2 separate regions of the Mus musculus genome follow, and region 2 is linked to region 1. The links are chromatin contacts, called in public HiChIP or PLAC-seq maps. All regions are on one chromosome and are shown on one strand. Each heading gives the region's core, a stretch centred on a gene start, on an enhancer-like site or on the middle of the called end of the contact. The rest is flanking DNA. Distances are from core to core; before and after follow the strand shown.

The links. HiChIP or PLAC-seq counts read pairs in DNA pulled down with a chosen protein or histone mark.
Region 2: a contact with region 1 is called in an H3K4me3 HiChIP or PLAC-seq map of intestinal villus epithelium, with 10 read pairs. The contact joins the enhancer-like site here to the promoter of Slc15a1 in region 1. A contact is called at or near these places in 1 of 39 promoter capture datasets (trophoblast stem cells), 3 of 484 Hi-C or Micro-C datasets (embryonic stem cells and nephron progenitors), 9 of 115 datasets of contacts at active chromatin or transcription factors (T-cell acute lymphoblastic leukemia, embryonic hindbrain, embryonic stem cells and 2 more) and 4 of 9 other capture datasets (adipose tissue, embryonic stem cells, liver and 1 more).

Annotation. Positions count from the first base shown.
Region 1 is chr14:121,503,388-121,510,673 of GRCm38.p6, forward strand. It overlaps Slc15a1 (solute carrier family 15 (oligopeptide transporter), member 1), which reads right to left and starts at 1,867. Exons shown (of 23, transcript NM_053079.2): 1 at 1,832-1,867. The coding sequence starts at 1,835.
Region 2 is chr14:121,544,673-121,551,749 of GRCm38.p6, forward strand. It overlaps Dock9 (dedicator of cytokinesis 9), which reads right to left. Exons shown (of 54, transcript NM_001081039.1): 51 at 5,522-5,712; 52 at 1,884-1,984; 53 at 1,294-1,432. Among named protein-coding and RNA genes, the nearest start is that of Slc15a1, 43 kb to the left of the region's middle. Within about 2 kb of position 2,414, at least 41 of the 459 cell types and tissues checked have an H3K27ac peak or open chromatin away from gene starts, as enhancers often do. A contact at or near this core is called in adipose tissue, intestinal villus epithelium and trophoblast stem cells, where this site is marked.

The DNA.
Region 1 (7,286 bases), core at 617-3,116:
TCCGTAAAGGTATCTGACGTCCTCTTCTGGTGCATCTGAAGTCAGCTACAGTGTACTTATGTATAATATCCTGAGCAAGCAGGGACTGAGCACGTGGGGTTAACCGGAGCCAGCAGAGGTCCAAAAAAATTCAATTCCCAACAACCACATGAAGGCTTACAACCATCTGTACAGCTACAGTGTACTCACATACATAAAATAAATAAATAAATCTTAAAAAAAAAAAGTCAAAATTTAAGATTTCAACCATGGGTGTTTAGGTTCAGTCATGGGTGCCCACATCCCATTTACTGCATAGTCTGTGGGTGCCATGTCTGTCTCTCTCCTTCCTAGTCATTCATTACTTCGTCCCCTGGATTCCCAGGGGGAGTGAGGTCCCTGGCATGAACCACACAGGAGGAAGTCAGTGGCTCAGGGCACCCATTTCTCTAAGAACTGCTTCCTGCTCCTTCCATTCCACAAGTATTCCTAGGGTTACAGTCTATCACATGGCACCTGAAACAATTCTGACGAGCTCTAACTGCCAACCATTGTTTTCACCAGGGGGAGTCACTATAACTTTTAATTATCTTTTCCATTTCCTTGCTCTTGATATTGAAAAGCTGAGACATCCACAAATCAAAGCCTGATTTGATTACAAGTCACTGGTCCCTATTCCCATGCCAAGCAAAACTCCAGCAGAGGACCAGTTAGTTCAATAAGGAAACACCCATTGCTTTGGAACACTATGCGTCCAACAGTTCTGTATTCTTTTCTTCCCACCAGAGCTATCTGTTAGAAGGGCAAAATGCATCTCACACAAAGCAGATCCTGTGGTAACTTGGGGACCTGGCATCAGAGTCCAATACAAGCATCTTAAGGCGGCTCTCTGCAAGGTACAAGCGGCAGCCGGGAGGGGGATCCGGAGCCCCTCTTAGAAGCTGGGTGCAGTATGTAGTCTGATGCTGTTCATCTCAAATGACATGAGAAATCTGTTCCGAACAGCAATTTGCTACAGCCAAAGTTCAAGGTGTGACTCACTCCCTTGCTGCTACTTCTCAAACTCCTGCTGTGACCCAGGGGGTCACCAGGCCCCCATGGGCGCTCTGTACTGAGGCAGGAACAAAAGGCTAGCAAGGGGCAACATGAACACGATGCAGGGAGACCAAGCTGGAGCTCTGCTGCCAGTGTCCATGAAGCCCGAGAAGCAGGGGTTGGCCATCAAAGCGGAATTTTGGGGGAGTCAGCTTGTTACCCCAGCTTTAGGGGGACCGGTGGCCTCAAGGTCTGTGGTTCTAAGTTACTCCCAGAGGCAGCTTACTTTGAAGCAGGGCAGGCACCGAGCTGCCTCTTAGTTCATAGGCTGATACTCCTACTCTCGTCTCGTGTGCCTTTTCTGAGGACAGCAGTAGAACCAGGAACGGTACAGAGAGGCGCCAGGGATTCCCATGAGAATTCCAGGGTCACCCTCTTTGCTAGAGGCAAGCACAGAACCAAAGTTCCATGTTGCGCCCTGAGGCCCCCAGTACGCCCTTCCTGCCATCACCGGCAGAAAGCACTCAACTCCAAGGCCACAGACACTTGGCACCGAGAGAATGAAAACCCGAGAGTCTAAGAGGTAGGAGGGCGGAGAGTAGTGCGTTTATTCCCCCAACCTTGGCGTCTGACCACCTCGGAGGAAACGTCAAGAGTGGCTACCTCCTGCCCAGGTTTCCAGCCTCCAACCAGTCGGTTCCCTGCGGCCAGTGAGGAGTCGTTCCCTATCCCCCGGTGGCACCTGCTCCGCAATCTCCCTGCGACAGAAGTGTCCCTGATCCCGACGACCCCGCCCCAGCTGCCCGTGCTCACGTACCCATTGTGGTGGCTCCAAGGCTCCGGACGGGCGACTGGCAAGCAGGAGTTCAGCCTCCCTTACTTTGTTTCCAGGCCCTGCCCAGCTGGCTACCTGTGTGACTGTAGGAGTGCAAGGCGGGGCCGGCTGGGCTCCACCCTTGAAGGAACCGAGGCTAACATCGCTTAACCCTGCTGCAGGATACCTGTCCCTAGGACGCTGGTCCCAGACCCTCTGGAGCAGGACAGATGAAGCTGTCCCAAGTAACGGGGTGGGCGTAGGGGGAGGTGGTGGCAGGGATCTGGGGCCACGGACTCCCTTTGTGAGTGGTCACTAGGAGGCTTGATTGATCCGGTTGATCTGTGGTTGATAAGCGGGTCGCCAGGCACCATGCTAGGACTTACTGAGTCAAGAAAGCAGGACTTGCATGTTTGGCAGTCTAAAGGGCTTGGGCCGCCGCTGGGATCCCACTTAACAAACAACAGCTCAGAGAACCGCTCTACCTTGTTTGGGGAAGCATAAAGGGACTATAGCAGTTTGTGTCTGTGTCCTTGAACTTGCTGTGCAGCCAGAGACCTAGCGTCCTGACCCTCCTGCATCTCTCCTCCCCAGCTCTGCGATTACAAGATTGTAATACTTGGCCTGGCCATTTTTCTGCTTTCTGGTCAGCCTTGAAGAAGTTAAGGCTCTGGATGTTTACAGGGGAGCATTAAAGATGGGACATGAAAATGGGTTTCAATCATTTGTTTATTTATTCATTTATTTATTGAGAAAGAGACTGCCTCCCCAGCCTCAGCTCATCTACCATCTCAATTTCTCTGTTTCTTCCTCCCCAGTGCTCAGTTATCCCTCTCACACCCCACAGTTGTCTTTGTCCGTGTGATGTATACAGTATTCAGTGACCATCCTGAGCATTAAGTACATTCACCAACATCGTCCCGGCTACAGAACTTCATCTTCCAAGCTGAAGCTCCGTGGCCTTTAAACAACAGCTCTGCCGTGGCTTCCCCAGTCTCTGGTTGTCAATACTTTACTTCTTGAGTCAGACACCCCCACCCCGACCACCAGGTGTCTTGTGTGGGCAGACTGTGCAGATCCTCTGTTCTGTGGCTTCTTCCAGTTAGCAAAGTGTTCTCCAGGCTCAGCCATATTCTTGCATGGGTCAGAACACCCTTTAAGGGTTGATGAGTCTTCCACATTCGCTTTGTTTATTCAATCACCTGCCCTTAGGAACTCCCAGCCACCCTGCTGGGAGGTGGGGGTGGGGGTGGAGCACAGGAAGCCCTTTCTCAAAGGCAGCGGCCCTGCCTTCCCTGACTTTTGGGAGGAAGACGCTCCTTTTACCCTTGAACTGTTGCTACTCCCAGGGTAACAGCTGAGTTCGCTGAAAGATTAGTGACTGCATAAGGTGGGAGGTGTTGCCTTGGCCAATGGGAAGGGAGAGCAGACACCGGGTGCTGGCCAGTGGTGGCGACAGAGAGGTGAGGTTTCCTTTGGTTGTTTCCTCTGCAGGGTGAACTTTGTGTTGTTGAGGTCATAAGCTTCGCACATCTTAGGATGTCCGTGGAAGCACTCCGGCTTGCAATCAGGTTTCCAGTGTGGTCCTGATTCATTATCAACATCTACCCCATTCATGCACGGAATCAGAAACTCTGGGGCCCCGGACAGCAGCTGGTGACTTGGTGCTCAGGAGGCCTGTGCTGTGTCTCTTCTGCTTACCCTCACTGGAGCAGGGCTCATTTATCACCTCCACGGTCAAGTGCTAGGGCCTGTGCACCGGACAAACGGAAACAGCATGGTCCTATGTCCACCGAGCATGTGTTCTGTGTCCTGCAGGCTGGGTTGCTCCTTGGTGCTGGGTGAGGACAGCAGATCTGGGAGTCTATGTCCTCTACACTGAGAGTCACACTGTGTGGGCCTCTTCTTTGACCTCACTCTTCCAGGTCTTAGCTTCTCTAACAGATCAAAAGGTTCAGCAGCTTAAAAATACCAGAATGGTACCATCTCCTGGTTCTGGAGGCAGAAGTATTAACCAGGCAGGGCCCTGTGCTCCCTCTGAGAGCTCCAGGGAGGATCCTTTCTGGCATCTGCCAGCTCCTGATGATACCTGTGGTCCCTGCTGCGGCCACTACTTCATCTTCACACAGCCTCTGCCTCTCTCTCCTCTAAGGACATCAGCTCTGGGGAGGTTGAGGAGGGGAATTTGAAGCATTAGGAAAGCAAAGTCATTTGGTCTGAGGAAAACGCATCTGGGGAGATGTTGCTGAGAAACAGGCCCAAGCTGTCTGTCACACGCGATAGCTCACCACTAACAATTCTTTACCTTAGCTTCACCTCCCTAAGATGTTGACTTTAAAGAGAAAAGTCATAACTTGATACCATCTTGACCAAGTGGCCCAGGTCAACCTCACCAAGAATAAGACGTGACATCATGCCCTAGACAGAAGAGGCCAAGACAGTCATAATACTGATTCTGGAAAATTCCTGTCCCTAACAAATTAAGGGGAAAGACAATGAATGTCACAAGAACGTACTAGTCCACTTCCAAAATATGAAGTTTCCAAAACCAATAAGAGACCAGACTCAGTAGGCTGAATCTCTTTGTATGTTACACAAACATGCACATACGAATACACACATGCACACACATGCATGTACTCATGTGCACACATGTAATGATAGTTATAGAAGAGAGGTCATGAATGGGGGGATAAGAGAGAGAGGGATGATATAAATAAATACACTATTCTTGTTTGAAATTCTTAAAGAAGTAAATTAAAATATTTCATTTATGTACCAGACAGTGTTTTAGGTATATTTATAGAGCTGTACAACTGTCACCTCAGTTGACTTTAGAACATTTTCATTACCCCAGAAGAAGCCCTATATATGGTGCCACCACTGCCAATAATCCCATTTCCCCAAGCCCCAGCTAACTACCAGTCTACTTCCCACCTCCACTGATTTGTGCTCTAGACACTTCTTGGATCTTCTGGGGCTGCTTGCTTTCACAGCAACTACTGTCTTGTCATTTGTTCTTATAGAAATTAACCTCTGTAATTGTAAATAACAAAATTATGCTTCTGTATCAAGATGTATTAGCTCTAAACTTTATGTAATGACCTGCTACTGTGAAAAGGACATTATGACCAATTAAAGTTCTTCTTTTATAGCACCTCCCCACACCCTTTCAATTAAATAGTTTTACTGTTTTGATTTTAGATCTGCACCTGTGCTTTTCAATAACTTTATATATGTAATTATTTGTCTTGATAATGTTTTCTTGCTTTCCAAAGGGAGGGTACTGAAGTCTTTCATCTAACAAGGTCTGATTCTCTCTCTCTTCTCTCTCACTTTTGCATGGTCAGAACTGGTAGTATTTATGGCATGTTTCATAATAGTCTTTTGTGAATGATTAAAGGATAACCCTAAAATCAATACCCAATACATATCATTATCTTATTTGGTTTATGTAAATGTCAGCTACAGAACCAAGCAATAGAATAGGATCACATTTTCTTCTAGATGGCTTCAGCATTATGTTCCAGTGTCACCCCGAGGTGAATGCTTCCAGTTCACTGTCAAACAGATTGCTTTATACAACCCTCTTCTGCCCACTGCCACCACCCTCTCCTCTTCTCATCCATCTGCTCAGCATGGTCTTGCTATACAGCCCAGCCTGCTTTTTTCATATCCCTCCCTCCTCAGTGTCCTGAGTGCTGGGATTATAGGTATATTCCCTTCTGCCTAGCCTCTTTTCTTCCTGTTTATAACTGCATTTTTCCTAATAAAATAAATACATGCTTTCATCTAATTCTGAAGGTTGTCAGGCATTCTTTTATGTCAGCCACCGGTGCACGTTGACCCCACAGAGATCTGCATCAATACTAGTCAGCTCTAATCTCCCAACTCCCAGAGAGCTAGTTGTTAAAGATTTACCAACATGTGATTGGAGAAGAGGTTGACCAGGAAGTGTCATTTAGGGCTATGTGGGTGGGGCTTCAACTTCCAGTTTCCCAATAATGAACACATCAGCCCTTTCAGGTATCACAGGCCTGGCTTTCATCAGTTCTTTGAATAGATCACACCTCTGAATCACAGATAAGAACATTTTCTAATTCTAAAATGACAAACATATTTTTTTAGGAGCTTTATGTAATTATGTTTCTGTTTTTGTGTTTTCAATACTTCTGTGAAGAGACACCATGACCAAGGCAACTCTCAAAAAAGGACATCATTTAATTGGGGCTGGCTTACTGGTTCAGAGGTTCAGTCCAATATCATCAAGGCAGGAACATGGCAGCATCCAGACAGACATGGTGCAGGAGGAGCTGAGAGTTAATTCTACATCTTCATCTGAAAGCTGCTAGAAAACTGGCTTCCAAGCACTAGGAGGAGGGTCTTAAAGTACATACTCACAGTGACATACATAGAGGCTGTACTTACTCTAACTCTAACAAGGCCACACCTCCTAAAAGTCCCACTCCCTGGGCCAAGCATATTCAAACCACCACAAATACTATGAACTAGATTGGGACTTTACCCAAAGCAGTGAGCTATCTCAGTTCAGTTGTTGTTGTTGTTGGTTTTGTATTTTAGATTGAAGGCCTGCACCACTGTCAGGCTCAGCTGGAACCTTAAATATTTTTGTTTGTAGTTTTGTATTGCTTTAGTGAGACATGGTCTCATTATGTAGCTATGGCTGTCTAGGAACTCACTATGTAGACCAGGTTGGCCTTGACCACATAGAGACCCGCCTGGCTCTGCCTTCTGAGTACCAGGACTAAAGGTGTGTACCACTACACCCAGATCAAAACTTTATATAATTATTATTTATTTGTTTAATTTTATTTTTTAAATTAAAATATACTTATGTAACTTACATTTAGTTTCTTGATCTACTTTGAATGAATTTCAGGGAAAGGTAATGGTGGAAGCTATTTATTTTAGTTGTTACTCATTCTGGATATCCCAATACCATTTGTTAAAAGGGCTGTTTTTTTTTTTTTTCTCCCACTGAAAGCTCTGGAACCTTCATAATTGAACCACTGAACAAAAATATAAAGGCATTGCGTTTGCACCTTGCCCTCTGTTCCACTGACCTGTGTATATGTCCTCTGGAAAGACAGACCTCACAGCCAGTTTGGAAATCTGGTAGTTGAAGTTTTCCAACTTTGTTCCATTTTTCAAGATGGCAGGAGTTACATGACAAAACACTTCCTGGAGAGATGCAACACAGTTATCTGTTCACCTCAGATACAGAGACATGGCAGACCAAGGTACAGAAAATACCCAAGTCCAACTTGGTGAACCATGAGTTTTATTGGGGTTACTTACAGGAAGATGGACAAGTAGAAGTGACTCAAGGACAGCTACATCACCAAAGCCCACCCCAGCACAGGTGACAGCTCACAAAGCTGGGAACCTGGAGCACACCATACAGCTTACTACACAGCCTATAAGCATCTCAATTGGT
Region 2 (7,077 bases), core at 1,164-3,663, 42 kb after region 1:
TAAACCTCTACACCTAGGGCTCAAACACGGCAGAGGGGTGGAAATATCGTAAGAGCCAGAAGATGAGGGTTTCTGCTGTAGGATGGGGTCTTCTATGAAAGACAGGGAAAAGCCCCATGATATCATAACAATATGGCTGACATGCTAACACGGATGGGGGAATCTCACAAGACCATCCTTAGATGAAGAGCTAGAGATGGTTAATGGCTGCTGAGGAGGAGAGAATCTGTTTTCTCCTAAGGAGCTCCTGTCAGGTTTTCTAAACACCACACCTAGGAGTAACGCCAATAGACTCAGCAGGTTGGATTTACAAATGTATGCACATATACGTAACAACTAACAACGAATAAGGAACCACAAGGTTGAGAACGTGTGTGTGTGTTTGTGTGTGTGTGTGTGTGTGTGTGTGTGTGTGTGTGTGTGAGAGAGAGAGAGAGAGAGAGAGAGAGAGAAAGAAAGAGAGAAAGAAAGAGAGAGAGAGAGAGGTGGGGAGGAGCATCAAGGAGGTAGGTATAACTGTAGTATCCATATATGAAATTCTCCCCAAAATAAGGAAGAAATTTCCATTTATCATCTGATAAGGCAGGCTGACAAAAAGTCCCAGCCTCCATTCTGCAAGACCAGAGACAATACTCTGGGCGACAGACAGGGTGCGAGATCCAGGAGCTAATGTGACATACAGTGACTGGGCTTGCTCTGCATGTTCCTTGCCATGGATCTCTGCTTGACACCCTGGCTGGGAATGTCCTCTGATGCCTGCTGGGACCACATGGGGGATTCACAGAGGAAGGACAGAAAGCACAAGAGATTGGGGAAGGAAGCCCTTGAAGAGAGAATCAAGGAGTAAGGAGCCCTGTGTGTTCTGGGGTGACAACTGTTCACCTGGAACAATCCTACGGTTTTTGTTTTTTGTTTTTAAATGACAAAAGACGCCTACTCCAACAGATAAACCAGGCAGTCAGCCCTGTTCTATCAAAGGAAGCTGTAAGCACAGCATGGATGTGGTTTCTCTGCCTTGCTGGGGTAGGCAAAGGCAAAGCTTAAGAAACACAGAGAAAGACGAGACACTACGCTACTCCCCTCCCCAACACACACACACACACACACACACACACACACACACACTGCTTAACGTGACCTAGGAACACGTGCTGCTTGCTTCTCTGAGTTATGGTACGTTACACTTTCTCTCAGAGATGATAATTCTGGACTACTGGAAGACTTAGCTTACTATCAGGAGTATTTCAGACCCCAACACTTCCCACACGCTGCCCAGGCCAGTGTGGTGCTTACCTGCTCACGCATGATGTCGGAGAGCTCCTTGGCCATCTCCCTGTAGTTGGCCTTCATCTCTTCCTGGTACTCCAGTTGGTCTTCTTTAATGAGACGCTCGTTCACTGCCAAGGCTTGACCACAAGCTTCCACAAATTGCCTGAGTGAGGTAAGAGAGGAGAAAGGAAGTAGGAGGGGACGTTGGCCCAGCTGGAAGCATCTGTCTCTTGAACCAGAACAGTGCTATGGTTTCGCTGTGTAACACCCCCAGTCATCCTTTGTTAAGTGTGGTCCCCAGTGTGGTGCTATTGGTAGGGCTTTTGGAGGTGGGACCCAGTGGGAAGTCTGAAGGATGCTGGTGGCATGTCAATGGAGGGGGCTGCAGAACTCAAGACCCCTCCTTAGTCTCCATGCTTCCTGGCTGGTACACAGGAGACCTGGCTATACACTCCTCACCACAGGCCCCAGACAATCTCAAACACTGTGTGTGAGCTCGTCAACCTTTCCTCTTTATAAGCAAACTGCCTCTGCTGTTTGCTATAGTAACAGAGAGCCGACAACCGCAGAGAAACAGATGACTTTCTTAAAGAGAAACTTTCGGTGGGCTTTACCTGAAAACTTCCTTCAGCAGTTTCACCTTATTGTCAGGGTATCTTTTTGTGTTGGTGTCATCGAGGAAGGCTCGGGCATATGCTAGCGGACCAGCATTGACCTGGTGAAGAGCAACGGTTTGATAGTGTGTTAGAAGAAAAATGGCTGGTATTGTTTATTTGTGTCAGTCAGTTGCCATGGAGTCCAAAGGCTGTTTAAGCAAGTCAGTCAGGATCACTGATTTTCATGTACATGAAGGCCAAGAAAAACAAACCATAAACTCAGTTACATCATTATACCTGGCTTGATTCCATCACCTAAGCCATCCTCCGGGTCTTGTGAGGGAATCAGCGTAGGGGACATATGGACTTATTTAGGTCTGAGCAACCAGAGTGCAACACCAGAGCCCAGGTCTCCAAACCCAGGAGGAAAGTTCCTTCAAACAGGGTTTTAGACACTGGAGTTGGTGCTACATTGTACTGAGCTAACAGGTCAACCTGGTGAACCTAGTGAGAGATAAAACACAGGGCAGTGTTTGACTGAGCCATATTCCCGGCTCCTACAAGCCAGGAAACAAAACCAAAGCATTGTTCATTTCACGGGACGGTACAGGCAGCCACAGGCCGGCCGTCTTGCTGACTTCAGCTGAATTGCACTGGAGATCAAATATTATCAACATTCAGCAACATGGCAGGATGCTGCCAATTCCCAACCAGTCAATTAGAGTTCTCTGGAGGTGGTATTCCACACAAGACAGGAAGGCTAGATCAGGAGCCTCAGAGAGCTCGGGGAAGGACTGCCCAATCTCTTCTGGAAGATCCGGTGGGCTTAGAAGGCAAGGGAGGGAATGCTGATGCGTCATGTGTAGGACTGTGTAGCACTCTCAGAATCGGGCTAGGTGACTTTACCGCAGCTATGGGGACACAGGGAGGCAGAAGCTGGTGTCGGATGCAAGGCCTCAGCAATGGAGTACTAACTTCCTGTAGTGACTGAATGTGGCAGCCTCTGCATCAGGTTGTGTGGAAATCTAGCTAATGGGAAGCCAACCCAAAGACTATGTGATGTGTGAAAAGTCAGCCCAGTTTTAAGCAGACACAGACACAGAGCTGCTGAGTCTATGCAAAACATAATGCAGTAAGATGGTGGAGAGCCAAGCTAAAGAGGCAGTGAGAGCAATGGCCCTGGGAGCCTCTGGGAGCCAGAGTTACTGAAATGCTGAGAGGAAAGAAAGCTAACTTTCTTTGGCCTCCGCTCCATTATCCAGGTGGGCACCGTGTGAACTTCAAGTCTTCATTTCAGTATGGGCTTCATTGTTCTTTAAGGTGACTGACTGGGTGTTTTAATAAAACCTCAAAGGCCATCGTTCAATGGCTCTGCATGCTTTACATTCCAGAGAGTTCAAGCTCTCTGGCTCCGCCCCTTCACTGGCTGGTGGATTAAGGCTCCATGTTCCCGGGTCAAGTCATCGAGTGACGTTTTTTTTAGCTACAGAAAATGTGGCCTCTGGCCCTGTTGTACAATCATGTTGTTGCTAGAATGTTGATATTCCCTTTGGCATTTAAGCTTGTAGGACATGAGGGAATGACTAAAAATATCTATAGATACTTTTGTGGTCAATGACATTTGGTAAAATACTAGCTTAAAGCTCATGGTTCCTTACATGTGCATCTGAAGAAACAGAGAAAAACTGATTTCAGAAACTGAGTCCTGGGTGCTGAACTTACAAAGTGAACACCTGTGTAGCCTTCACAGACTACACTTGGAGGAGACAACTATGAACTCTAGGGATACACGGAGGAACACACAGGTGCTCGAACTCCTTATGTAAGTATGAAGTTGGTCACTGCAGGGAGCTGACTTAAAATTTACCTGATACCTAGTTAACTCTCTGTCCTGGCTGGTTTTGTGTGTCAGCTTGACACAGACTGGAGTTATCTCAGAGAAAGGAGCTTAAGTTGGGGAAATGCCTCCATGAGATCCAGCTGTAAGGCATTTTCTCAATTAGTGATCAAGGGGGAAGGGCCCATTGTGGGTTGGTGCCATCCCTGGGCTGGTAGTCCTGGGTTCTATAAGAGAGCAAGCTGAGCAAGCCAGGGAAGCAAACCAGTAAGGAACATCCCTCCATGGCCTCTGCATCAGCTCCTGCTTCCTGACCTGCTTGAGTTCCAGTCCTGACTTCCTTTGATGATGAACAGCAATGTGGAAGTATAAGCTGAATAAACCCTTTCCTCCCCAACTTGCTTCTTGGTCATGATGTTTTGTGCAGGAATAGAAACCCTGACTGAGACACTGTCTGAAATAACTTTTAAAAGAAGAACATGTAAGTCTATAGCTTGGTACATTTTCACAAACAACATATGCATCATTACAGGCGCCACCACACGTGCTATGCATTTCTCTAAAAGGACAATCAATCAATCAATCAATCAATCATACCGATAAAGCTACCAGTAGTACCCCTGTTAAAAATCCCAACAGTGCGATTCTCTAAAATCAGACTTGAGAAACGACACACCAACAGACAAGCCGACACAATTGGGGACTCTCATGACACCCAACCCTAGATCCCACCCTAGATGAAGAGCTATAGGCACTGAGAAAAGAAGACTCCTCCTTCTCAGGGGACAAGCCCCTGACAGGCTATCCAGTCCCAACAGGTCTGCCTGAAACACCCACACACCCACGAACCCCCCCCCCACACACACACGAGAGAGAGAGAGAGAGAGAGAGAGAGAGAGAGAGAGCGAGAGAGAGAGAGAGAGAGAGTATATAACACTGAATGGCTTCAGCAGGCTCTGTATGTGTGATAGTTTAAAAATTCCGAGAAGGAACGAAGGTTATGGGAGGAGCTGGGAAGGATGATATAAATACATTTTCATATATGAAATTCTCAAGAGGAAATGAATTCAAAAAATGTTACCAGCACACTTAACTTGATTGGGTGAAATCAAAATGAAGACCTTCTGATAACCAAAAATAAGACAAAACAAAACCAAACAAAACCCACAGTGAGGGTGAAAGTCAAGGTGTTTTTTTTCAGATGCAATTTTCATGGAAACTAAAAACCAATGGTTTATGGGAAAGCCTACTGCTATCCATATCTCTTAGGCTTTCAGAGTATCTTGGCAACCATGAATCAACATTCTCCAAGTCACTGAAAAGTCAGGGTTCCAAGAGGAGTGTACTGTCTTTAGCAAAGAGCTCAGTAAGGCCACCAGGTTGTAGGCAGGACTGGGGGTAGGTAAGCCTACTGCTCCCTCTAATAATTGAAGCTATGGTACCAGGGAAACTGGGAAGTACCTGGTGTAGGACAGATCTTTCTGGTGTGAAGGGACTGGAGCCTATGAGCTGAAGGGAAATCCCTCTACTGTAGGTGCTCTTGAGCTCACCTGGACGCTCACACTGCCCTGCAGGGCTCTTCAGCTCACCTGCATGCTCATTGAATGCTCACACTGCCCTGCCGGGCTCTTCAGCTCACTGGACTCTCACACTGCCCTGCCCGGGCTCTTCAGCTCACCTGGACTCTCACACTGCCCTGCAGGGCTCTTCAGCTCACCTGCATGCTCACTGGACGCTCACACTGCCTTGTAGGGGCTCTTCAGCTCACCTGCATGCTCACTGGACGCTCACACTGCCCTGTAGGGGCTCTTGAGCTCACCTGGACGCTCACACTGCCCTGCAGTTTGAGCTGCAGTTTGATCATATCCACTTCAGCCGACGAGCAGAGCTGGCGGAGCTCGGCCACCTTCTTGCTCATTTCATCGATGGCCACCTCAATGGGGTTCAGGTCAGTGTGGTGCTGGTACATGACAGGGATCCGCTTCTTCACGTAGGGGAAGCAGTGTATTGCTGCAGAGGAATGGGGGTCCAAGAGTCTAATTAAATGTCTTTCCTGCTGCAGAGGGAAAATGATTATCAGGCCCATTTTACAGCTAAGAGCTCAGAACTTGCCAGTGTCATATGCTAATACTCGTTGGAGCTAGGACTGTATGCTTAAGGTTTTATTTACTTCTATCTTTTTATGTATGAATGGTTTGCTTCCATGTATGTCTGAGCACTGTATGTGCATGTTGCCCACAGAGGCCAGAAGAAGGCACCAGACCCTCTGAACTGGAGTCACAGGCGTTGTGAGCTATCCTGTGGGTCCTGGGAAACAAACCCAGATCTTCTGCAAGAGCAGCTGGTGCTCTTAGCCACTAAGCCAGCTCTCTGGTCCTTTAATGTGTTTAATGATTGGTCATATCGTAAGATAAATAGAACTGGTTACTTGCTATCTCTTGAAGCGTGTCTTTGAAAAAAAAATCTCTTTCATTATTCCTTGTTTACTTTCTTATCTATAAGTGCCCTAACCCTCCTTGGAAGCTGAGATTCATACGAACAGGATCAGATGGCTTCTACAACACTAACCAGTTTTGAGAGGATCAAGTAAAGAAAAAAAAATGTTATAAAATATCTTTGAGAAAATTCACTTTCCTCTGAAGAACACTGAATCATATGACAAATTTTTCTAAACTAAGATACCAATGAAAAACAAAAACACGAGAGTACATTTCTAAGCAAAGCATTTCAGGAACTGGCAAGTCACAAATGATGAGAACCACTATTCCAGTGGAAAGGTGCTTTAAAACTTCCACTGATAAGAAATAGGAAAATATTTACTGTTTTTCACTCACACTTTTCCATTAAAAGATAATACTGTTCTTATTTTTAACAAGCTATCTGACCATATCAACATCAATCAGTTTAACAATGAATACTACTACTACTACTACTACTACTACTACTACTAACTAAAACAGTGGGAGGCCAGAGAGATGGCTCAGCGAGTAAGAGGACCTCCATGGCAGTTCACATACATCCTTAATAAATAAACAAATGAATTAATAAATAAATGGTGTGAATGTTAGGCTCTAATTCACATTTCGCATTTCTATCTTCTTGCAGGAACACCTGTAATACTCTCATTTGCCATTAGATATACACACATGACCTAAAAAGTTTATATATTTTAACTGTGTGAAGGTGCACATACCACAGTATGTGTGTTCCTCTGTATACTTGGGAGTCAGTTCTCTCCTTCCACCTTGTGGGATCCATGGGCCACTGAGGTCATTAAGCCTATATGATGGCTGCTGTTACTCACTGAACCATCTTCCAGGACTTTTTTTTTTTTTTTGGTGGGTCAGGCTCTTACTTCAGAGCCCTGGCTGGCCT